Regions from separate parts of the Zea mays genome. Here region 1 is linked to region 2. A link is a contact called in public Hi-C data. All regions are on one chromosome and are shown on one strand. The core of a region is the stretch at or near the end of the contact, and the rest is flanking DNA. Distances in the headings are between cores, read along the strand shown.

The links. Hi-C and Micro-C count contacts between places; a contact is called where the count stands out from the background.
Region 1: a contact with region 2 is called in a Hi-C map of leaf, with 2.7 times the contacts expected there. The contact joins the promoter of LOC542061 here to the promoter of LOC103637601 in region 2. A contact is called at or near these places in 4 of 25 Hi-C or Micro-C datasets (bundle sheath, ear, leaf and 1 more).

Annotation. Positions count from the first base shown.
Region 1 is chr1:85,443,433-85,449,106 of Zm-B73-REFERENCE-NAM-5.0, forward strand. LOC542061 (barley mlo defense gene homolog 2) reads right to left here and starts at 1,487. Exons shown (of 15, transcript NM_001111698.1): 1 at 1,240-1,487; 2 at 980-1,037; 3 at 669-865; 4 at 382-498; 5 at 225-285; 6 at 1-34. The coding sequence starts at 1,359.
Region 2 is chr1:85,312,071-85,317,600 of Zm-B73-REFERENCE-NAM-5.0, forward strand. LOC103637601 (RING-H2 finger protein ATL80) reads right to left here and starts at 3,684. Exons shown (of 1, transcript XM_020546420.3): 1 at 1,926-3,684. The coding sequence starts at 3,355. The coding sequence ends at 2,579. LOC100285573 reads left to right here. Exons shown (of 6, transcript NM_001413611.1): 6 at 1-400. The coding sequence ends at 85.

The sequences.
Region 1 (5,674 bases), core at 237-2,736, 130 kb after region 2:
GATGTTTGGTGCGTAAGCCTGAACTTTGAGGGGTCTGCATAAGTTAAATATATGACATAAATTTGCAAATTAGTGGAGAAACCAAAGCAGCTTGATAGTAAACAAATAAATATCAAACTAACTATGCATAAACTTAATGGTTTTAACAATTGTATGTTATACTTCTTTTTTTTTTGCATAAAAGCGTACTAAGAAAAGTAGCCAATCATCAAAATATAAAGTACCATTTAAATAATTATACTGAGGGGAGCAAGTTTCCTTTTCCCACACCTTCCATATACGAGTCTGCAAAGAATTATTCGGAATTAATGCAAGCTTGCAGCCTTTGTCCATGAGTGCTTTGAGATAAGAAAACCAGCACAAAGCGAGGAGCAACCATACCTTTGCTCTACCCAAGGACATTGTGAAGAAACTGAAGGTAACATGGAAGACGGCCAAGAAGAACACGAAAATGTGCAGCTGATGCATGCCGTCGGCTGAAACAAGCGACACCATGCCCTGCCACCGTCACTTGGATTAGCACAGATGAACAGCACAATCTAGACTTGCCTGGCGTCTCCCCTCACATGAAGTCAAATCCGGACAACAAGACACTGGACTATCTGTTTATCCTTACAATACATACAGGTGGAACGGCGCTAAACTACAAGTGCACCTTAGTCACTCACTTTGCGGCAGGAAAAAAGGTTGGTTGGATCTTCAGATAGGTGCCGTCGGCCATGGCCCTTGGGCTCTTCCGCCACCGAGTGACCGGACAGGCGGCAGGGCAGCATGGTGTTTGCGGCTCCCTCCGGGATGCAGATGCGCGCGATGTACCTTCCCGTCACGGTCAGCAGCAGCGATATGAACCCCAGAGTCATCAGCTCTGTGAACACGGAACTCGAAAAAAAAACGCGTCAAATTCGACTTCGCCTGCGAACGACAGCAGTGACTGAACTGAAGTTCCGCAGTAGAAAAGAAATGCAGCTCAATCTTTTACCCGATTTAACCTTCTCCAGAGCGTCAAACAGCGCCTTCTTCCGCTTCTTGTTGAGCAACTGGGGCAGACGCGCAGAGCAGCAGCACCCAGGAAAACAAGTCAGAAAACGCACATCAGTTGAGTATTTCAAAGGCTCAAGGCAGAGTCGGGCCAGACGATTCAAGAACGGAAAACAAACCAAGCTGAAAGATCGAAAAATGTCATTGGAGTACTTGGAGAGAAGGATTGGTGGTGGAAGGGGACGATTCGAGCCGGCGAACCTGACCGAGGTGGTGGAGGAAGCCCTCGAGGAGTATGGACGCCGCGACGATGACAGCGCAGACGGCGGCCACGGCCCACGTCGGCGTCTGGTCCAGCGCCCTCGTGCCGTCGCCGCCCATTTCCCCCCCGGTGCTCGCCGCAGCGGCGTTAATTGGCCTGCCGCCGTGCGCCTAAACCCCCGCCGCGAAGGAGTGGAGAGTGCGTTAAATGGAGATGGAGTGGAGCAGATGAGACAATTGCTTGCCGCTTGCCGGTGCCGCCGCGTCCGCGTCCCTGGCTCCCTGCGCAGACAGACCCAGGTGGAGGTGCGCGTCCATTTTAAAGTAGAGCAGCTGTCCCAGCTGGGTTCAAATGGCAAGGAGCTCCGACAGAAAAAGAACCGTGTTCTGCGGCGGGTGATTTTCCTCGCCATTTTCATATTGCTTCAAACTGGGCCCTGAATTGTTTTTCAAATACTGTATTAATCAGGACCCTCACCGATAGACAAACATTTTAACAAGAGAATAAGCCGAACGAAGTTATCATTTACACCTGCACTTTTATTTATCACTAAAAAATAACTAATCAAAAACCAGGCGTACGTATGGCTTTCATTTAGGTGGACACGTTGCAATAAGAAAATTTTTAGTTTGGTGCTAGATAAAAAAGTCATAGTTAGGAAGTACCTTAAACGAAAACTGATTTTTTAGTGTAAGATATTATTTTCATTAGATTCCTTCGAATACTTAATCGAGTTCCAAATACCATGATATTTCTTTTCCAAAAAGAAGTCTTATTTTGGCTCTAAATGTGTAAGAATTATAAAGGCAACATGTTTATTAGGTCATATTATTTTAAACCTCTAGAACTAATTGTTAGTTAACTAATAAGTTATTAGCTGGTTTTATTTAGGTTAGAGCAGCTAACAATTAATATCTATTTGAGAGGTATAGTAAATAATTAGATGGTGTGTTAGTTAATCTATTTGAGAGGTATAGTAAATAATTATGTAGAGCCACAGGCCCACGGGTCGATCTGTTTGGTGATGTAGATTTTTTTCAGTCGGCATCCGCGAGACAGCCGCGGATACAGATGTCCATGTTTATTTCAACATACGTCGATGCTCCATTATAGTACATATACGGTAATATATATATCTACTAGATGTTAATATATATATCTACTAGATGTTGTACATTCCTACAATGAACTGGATCACTTGGAGGAGGATGAATATAAACAGAAGTATGCAGTACTTTTGCGATATGACGACACCACAACCACTAGAACATGAATTCCTTGGACACTATTCAGGTGAGTGTGTTGGTGAATATACTGTTTTGCCATTCGAGTTGGTGCCACAATCATTTGTAGACCCATTTAATGGGATCATATTGGGGGCAGATTGAGCATCATGCACGGTTAGCACAACCTCGACACCACGATCATAGTTTTCATTTTCAGGGCGAGAGGCAACTAACAAACGTCGCACCACCACCTCCATGACTTGTTTTTTGGTCTTCATAGCTGATTTAACATAATTATCCCACCCTCGCTGACACTCAATTGGGACGATAAGTCTTTGCACATTTGTTGGAGGACCTACGTTTAGCACCCTCATCAACGACGATGTCGTCAGCTTCATGCCAACCGATCTTCTCCTTAGCCTTAGCAACCACCTCACTAAAGGAGGGTTTATCATCGAATATAACAGCCACACGTTGTATGTCAACGAACTCAGCATTTCCATAATGATCTTGTTCCACTATGACTCTAAGGTATATGCCCAAAAAATTGTCCATCTATTTGAAATACGAATTCAACGTTGAATAACCAATTGTGATGGTTAGTGCATAACCCCATCCACTATGACTAACTAGTACCTAATAAATAATTGTTAACTAATACAAGATAATAACTAACTAATACCTAACTACAAACTACCACCACGCGGTGGAGTAACAATTTACCAATAATAATAAACTACTAACTACTAATGATTTACCCACTATTAACGATTTACCAATAATAACTAACTACTTGCCAACTAATAAATATTTACCAATAATAACTAACTACTAACTATAAGATATAGATATATACCTAAGATCAGGGTAGAGTAAGGCTCGTGAATGCAGTGCAGTCGGACAGTCTCCTCTGTGCAAAGAAAGAAACATAATAGTAAGTACAAAATTTTGACAGCACATTTCCTACACAGGGACAAGATCCACGGCGCCAACCTACCGCCACGTCAGCGTGCCACGTCAAGTACACGCAGCCCCAAAATAATTGGCGTCGGCACGTTCTAGCTCGGCGCCGAGCTAGGGATCTATTTTTTTGAAATAAAACTGGAAAGGACGTATTTGTGAAAATAAAATCTAAAAAGGGTTAGAATGCAAAAAACGGTGCACAAGACACCTCAATTGCTTTAGCATATGTACATCCGTGTTAAGAAACCTGATGATATTTGGAATGATTAGTTTTGTCAACTCTTGTGTGTGCCACTGAAAGAGAAATAGGCTTACACCTTTTCCTAAATGATTTTGGTGGTTGAATTGCCCAACACAAATAATTGGACTAACTAGTTTGCTCTAGATTATAAGTTCTACAGGTGCCAAAGGTTCAACACAAACCAATAAAAAGTCCAACAAAGGGTTCAAATAAAAATAGCAAAAGACAACCGAAGACTGCCCTGGTCTGGCGCACCGGACTGTCCGGTGTGCCAGGGTGGATCAACTCCAACTCGCTAGCATCGGGTTTTCTGGGAGCCGCTCCGCTATAATTCACCGGACTGTCCGGTGTGCCAAGCGGAGCAACGGTAGCCAGCGCAACGGTCGAGTTCAACGGTCGGCTGACAACGCTATAGTGCGCGGACTGCGCGCGCAGAAGTCAGAGCAGGCGCAGATGGCGCACCGGACAGTGAACAGGACCTGTCAGGTGCACCACCGGACTGTCCGGTGGCCCACATGTCAGAAGCTCCAACGGTCGAACCCTAACGGTTGGGTGACGTGGCTGGCGCACCGGACTGTCCGGTGCGTCATACGACAGCAGCCTTCCCCAACGGCCACTTTGGTGGTTGGGGCTATAAATACCCCCAACCACCACTCTTCAAGGCATCCAAGCATTCACTACTCCTCATTCAATACAAGAGCAATACACAACACTCCAAGACACAAATCAAAGCCTCCGATCAAATCAAAGTCCACAATTCAACTCTAGTTTTTAGGACTTGTGAGGAGATCGACTTGTGTTCTTTTGTTGTTCTTGTTGCTTGGTTGGCTTTATTCTTTCTCTCATTCTTACTCTCAAAGCCTTGTAAGCGAAGCAAGAGACACCAATTGTGTGGTGGTCCTTGCGGGGTCTAAGTGACCCGAGAAATCAAGGAAGGAAGCTCACTCGGTCTAAGTGACCGTTTGAGAGAGGGAAAGGGTTGAAAGAGACTCGGTCTTTATGACCACCTCAATGGGGAGTAGGTTTGCAAGAACCGAACCTCGGTAAAACAAATCATCGTGTCACTCTAGCTATTTGCTTGTGATTTGTTTTTCGCCCTCTTTCGGACTCGATTATATTTCTAACGCTAACTCCGGCTTAAAGTTGTGCTTAAACTTTATAAATTTCAGATTTGCCTATTCACCCCCCCTCTAGGCGACTTTCAATTGGTATCGGAGCAAGGTTCTTCATTAAGAGCCTAACCGCTCGAATTGATGCCGGGAGCTCACGCCAAGAAGGAGATGGTGACCGGCGAGAAACCCGCCACAAGCCACGGGAAGCTCCATCGGGAGAGTCCGGCAACAAGAAGAGGGAGGAATCACCTCCCCGCGTCAAGTCGCACTGGAGTGGTGACAAGAAGAAGAAAATGAAGAAAGTGGTCTACTACGAGACCGATTCTTCGTCGCCCTTCACCTCCGGCTCCGACACGCCTTCTGTCACTTCTAAGCGCCATGAGCGCAAGAAGTTTAGTAAGATCCCCTTACGCTACCCTCGCATTTCCAAACGCACCCCTTTACTTTTCGACCCACTAGGCAAACCACCGGTTTTTGACGGTGAAGATTATTGTATGTGGAGTGATAAAATGAGGCACCATCTAACCTCACTCCACGCTAGCATTTGGGACATTGTGGAGTTTGGTGCACAGGAATCATCCGTGGGGGATGAAGGCTATGATTCGGACAAGGTAGCCCAAATCCGGCACTTCAACTCCCAAGCCACTACTATACTCCTCGCCTCTCTAAGTCGAGAGGAGTATAATAAAGTGCAAGGGTTGAAGAGTGCCAAAGAAATTTGGGATGTGCTCAAGACCGCGCACGAAGGAGACAAGGTGACCAAGATCACCAAGAGGGAGACGATCGAGGGGGAGCTCGGTCGCTTCATGCTTCATCAAGGGGAGGAGCCATAAGCAATGTACAACCGGCTCAAGACCTTGGTGAACCAAGTGCGCAACCTCGGGAGCACCAA
Region 2 (5,530 bases), core at 2,434-4,933:
GCCTCTCGAGGTCATCACCGAGTTCTTCTCCGTTGGGGCAAAGCAAGCCAAGGAAGAGGAGGAGGAGGAGGCCAGGGAAGGTTGATCACCCGGACGGCCGGACCCAGTTACCGGCACCGCCTGTGGGGATTTTTGTGGTCTGCACACTTCACTGTGGTTGGTCCTGTGATGATGTATTTGTGAAAAAAAAAACTTTGGGTAGGGGGCAGAGATGATTTGGCTGTACAATGTGAGGCTTGATTCTGCCAAAGGCTGGCCTTCAGAACTAGGAAGGGTGTCTGTTATCTTCTTTTGTTGCTTGGAGACCTTGTGCTTGTGTTGGTTGGAATTTTGTTGCCTATGTAACTAGTGGTGTATGACAGTTATGCTATTGGTTTCTTTGTGTTGGTGCCTTCCTCCCCATATGGGCGGCCCTGTATTTGCCGCAGCCGAGTGCGCTGCCGAAGCGAAAGCGCCTTCGACTTCCGGGTGGTCAGGAGATGATCGACGGTGGTTTGCCCTTGCCCCTGTGGTTTTCTCCACTAGTGGCAGATAAAAGTAGAACTCAAGGTAGCCGGAGTGCACGAGTGCGTCTCCAATGGAGACAGTCTGGAGAACTGTAGCCGTCCGTCTATCTGATACAGTACGTACGTAGGCCTCCAGTTGAGACTGGCAAGCACAATCCCTGTTGGTTGTCCGAGTGTAAAAAAAAGGCCGTGTGTTCGCTTCTAGTGCGCCGTCCCTTTGGTTTGGAGGATCGGGCTGGAAAAGCTGAGGTCCCAAGTTGCCGGCGAGGCTGTTCATGGTGATGGATATCTGGAGGAAGATCTCGGATGGGCTATGGTCCTCTCATCTGACGCGACTGGAGCGGCGTCGACGGATCCGGATCGTGTGACTGGCTGAGGCTGTGGGGCTTTCCTTGGTGAAATGAAAAATTGCGCTTCCATTGTTGTTTGGTAAGTAGGGCTATCCTATCCTGCTGCATGGAGCATGGTCGGCTGTAGACACCACCGTGTCTTGGTAGCAAGCGGCGAGTGACAAACTCCAGGACTCGTTTAGTTTTTGAGCATACATCGGTAGATACGTTTCTTTGGTGAGTATTTAAATCCCCAAAATTGAATAGAGAGCAATTTAATCTCCTTCATTTCTCTCAATCCACCTCTAGCCGAAAATTCGTAAGGCCTTGTTCGTTTATGTCGGATTACACCCGAAACCGTTACAGCTAATTAAAGTTTATATAAATTAGAAAACAATCCGGTTAAGAATCGTTCTGACCCACTAAAACGGTAAACCAGCTCAAGTTTCATCTGATGGCAGAAATTATGAAATGGAGCACCAGTAACCTTTCCTCTCTCTCTCTTTTTTAACGCAGTAACCGATGGGTGCTTCCAATTGCCTGATGGAATGGAAGACAAAAGCCTCGCCCTCGGACACGGGCTTTCGGTCAGTTTGACGTGATTTATTTTACAGGTTCTTTATGGATTTAAGTACAAGCAGTTTAACTGCTTTTTAAAAATGAAATAAAAGTAGACAACAAAATGAAATTGTTTTTCACCGGCTTCTTAGATAACATGTGCCAAACAGGGTTGATGGCCATCATACCATATCCTCACGAGCGCGAGGCAGCAACCTACCCTCGGATGGTAATGCCATGTTCAGCAGATCCTCCGTCCCATCTCACACCTCATTCATTATTTCAAAATTCACTCTTGTAAACGGCATCATCTACAGTTCTGTTTTTCCTATTTTACGCTATCGGTTAAAGACAGCCTAATGAAATTTTACACTGAAAATTTAAAGATGAATCATACTAAGATCAGACTCTATTTTCATTTATGTTTGAACAAAATTAATTAAAAACCAAAATGAATCGTGAATAAACATTTAGATCGTAATCCATCACCTCCCCTAAACAGACCCCATCACATTGGCACCTTGCTAGAAGATGATCCAACGGCCTGTCCGCTTCCAAGCTGTAAACATCACAGAAATATAATGCCAAAGCACACCCTAGTCTACTGATGAGAGTAACTCATATTTCTTAAAAAATAAAATAAATCCTCTCTATTTCATAGACTACAGAGTGGACTTTCCCTAGAAACTACAGTGCCACTAGTATATATAAAAACAAATACTCTCGCGTTCATAAATATACGACACCGTTAATTTTTTAAAAAAACTTTAACCACTTAATTAAAAAATAATAAGTTATCATTTAATTTTTTTTTATTTTGTTTTATCGATTAAGGTAGTTTGTACTACACCTAAAATTTTACATTTTGAATAAAACAAGTGGTCAAAGTTTTCAAAAATAATTAATGATGTCATATATTTGTGAAGTAGTAGATTTTTACCCCCAATTTACAATTTTCATGTACAATACCAGTTGCAAGTTCCCCACGAGCCCAAGCTGCGAACTCCAAAAGGTTGTACAAAAAGAATCGCATTTCTTTCTAGTTATTTTCGTTTTCATTGCTTTAGAGGGGATCTTCGCTGTACCAGTGACATGTAGGCACGGGCTGATGGGGGCAGCTCAACAACCAAGGACCCGGCCTGGCCCCCACCCGTCAGACAAACAACCGGCCAACCACTGCTGACGCTACGGCAAGAACCCGCCACCGCCGCGGCCTCCGCTGGCGGCGGCGGAGGAGGACGAGGAGGCGGCGAGGACGGCCTCCAGGACGACGGCCTCGCACTTGCGGCACCGCTTGGGCGGCGCCGGGTCGTCCAGGACGATGGGGCGGCGGCAGGACGGGCAGGACGAGTTGGAGCGCAGCCAGGTGTCGACGCACGCGACATGGAACCCGTGCCCGCACTGCGGCATCACGCGCACCTCCTCCCGCTCGCCGAACTCCGCCAGGCAGATGGCGCACTCCGCCAGCAGCTCCTGCTCCTCCTCGCCCTCCGCCGCCGGCGCCGCGCCCCGGGCCGCCGCGGCCGCCGCCACCGCGTCCGCGTACGCCAGCCTCGGAAGCGCCTTCAGCGCCTTCTTCTTCAGCCCCTTGCTGGCGGCGGCCGCGCTCGCGGTCGCGGTCGTGGTCGTGGCGGCCGCGCTCGCGCCGGTGGCCTGGTGGTGCGCGTGGTGGCGGTGCCCGCTGCCGCCGTCGCTCGAGGGGGAAGCCGGGGCGCCGTCGCCCCCCGCGCCAGCGCCCCTGTTGCGCCGGGATCGGGCGCAGCGGGCGACGGCGGCGAGCCCCACGACGCAGATCAGCGCGCAGAGCAGCGCGGCGAGGATCACCACCACATCGGAGTTGACGGCCGCGGGCGGGTCGGCGGGCGGGATGCCCGGGATGCGTTTGGGGTTCGGGTCGGGGATGGCGCCGCCGCTGTCGCTGCTGCTCTGGAGGAGGCGCCGCGAGTACGACAGCCGGAGCATCGCCGGCGTCGGTCGCGCGCCGGTGGGTGGTGGGGCGTCTACGTTAAAAAAGTGGAGCGGCGAGAGGACGGAAAGGGAGGTCCCGGTCTTGGGGGGTTGGGATGGTTAATGACGGAGAGGGCAAGCGTCCTCGTGTAGGGAGTGGGAGGACTGCCGGACTGCCTGAGCTGTGGCGAAACTCGGAAGGGCGCAATTGACGACTATGCCCTTCGTGTTCCCCGCATTGCAAGCTTCCTACAATATACACTAGCTCTTGGAGGTGAAAACAATCCAACTACATTATTGGTCCTAGACTCCTAGCAACACTTTGCATCGGTTGGCTCTGCGCCTCTATCATGCTGGCATAACAAGGTCCGTGGTGCAAATATGCACTTAATACAAGAACTTTAACACCTAATACTAGGAGAAAGGTGTTCGAACCAAAATTGAGCGGCGGACTGAGGCCGGACGGTCCGCGGTCCGGACGGTCCGCGCCTGTGGGCCGGACGGTCCGCGCGTGCGCAGAACAGATTAGGGTTCCGAGTTTTGTGCTACGGTTGTTAGCTATATTCGCGGGATTAGCTCGGAATCAGTTGTGTAAAGGGTCCAGCCCCCCTCCTCTATAAATAGAGAGGTCTACGGCCGATTTGTAATCATCATCAATCGAATCAATACAACTTTTACTCGCATTTTATCCTAGGAGTAGTTCTAGTCTAGTTTAGGTTTAGCCACTCGATCCCCAAATTCTCCGTCTCTCCTCGACTCTACGTCGATTAGAGGAGTCTAGGTCGGCCTGCCCGAGCCTAGACACCACCTAGGATCTCTACTCCCCGACGGGGTCCCTCCCGGGAGCGAGATCCAGGCGCCGTCGGCGATTTTCCGCCGTCCCTGCGTACGTGCGGACCGTCCGGCCCCAGGGCGCGGACCGTCCGGCCGTCAGGCAGAAGTCCCAGCAGCGCACCAGGCCGCGGACCGTCCGGCCCCAGGCCGCGGACAGTCCGCCCTTGCGCAGAGAGCACCACCGCGCCTCGCACCAGGCCGCGGACCGTCCGGCCCCTGCGCGCGGACCGTCCGCCCCTGTGCAGAGGGCACCGCCACGGTTCTTGTTGAGTGTTTGGCGCTCCGAAAAGGCGTCAACATACTTTTGGCGACTCCGCTGGGGAAAACATATCTAAGCTCATCAAATCGGCCCTCAATGGCCGGTTCAAGGGATAGCTCTGATATTTCTCCAAGCAACATCATAGAGCCGACTTGGGAAACCTTGCCGGCTGACGAGCAGCTCCAGTTCGAGGAGCACAAGGAGCGGATGATCCAGGAGGCGAAAGCAAAGTTCTTGACCAACTTCAAAGTGGACAGGAACAACAAGGTCGTCCGACATCGGGCGACGGATCCGGCTTCGCTCCAACCCACGCCAGATATCCCCAATGTAAGTAATACCAACGATCTGCAATCTCTTAAAAATTATGTAGAAGATCAGCGTGAACAAATGCATAACATCATAGGGGGTATGCAAAGCGATTTTAAGAGACTAGTACGTGCATTTGATAAATCTAGTACCGCAAATTTTCCTTCGCACGAGGTTGAGTTAGGAGATAACGCATGTAACACATCGGCTACAGGTTGTCACGACCAGTCACAACCCCTTTATGGGATGCCGATGGACACATACCCTAATCAACCGCAAATCGGCAGCAAACCAGCCGATCTGCACATGCCCGGACCGTCCGCACGTGAGCGCGGACCGTCCGGGCCAGCAACAGTGGGGCCTATTTTTAATGAGTTACCTAGATATGCGCCCGAGCCACCACACACGGCACAGAACCTAAACTACCCAGTCGGACCGTCCGCGTACAACAACGGACGGTCCGCACATAATCACGGACGGTCCGGGTCAATGTCCGGACAGTCCGCACATGACCTTTTTGAGGAGGATTGTTACCGGAATCCTCACCCGTCCCAGCAGCACTTCCCATCGCACTATACAATGCATCAACCCATTAATTCAAGATCCAGAGCCCAGGAAAGCTTTCCGGCCCCACCCAGGAGGCCGGAAAGAAACGATCAAACCTATGACCCATATAGGGCAAATGAAAATGCACCACGTAACTCGAACCAATGGGGGGAAAGACAGCATGCTAATATCCAGCCAACCCCACCTATGTTTGACCAGAGAGCCGGTGGTCTCGCACCGGCTGC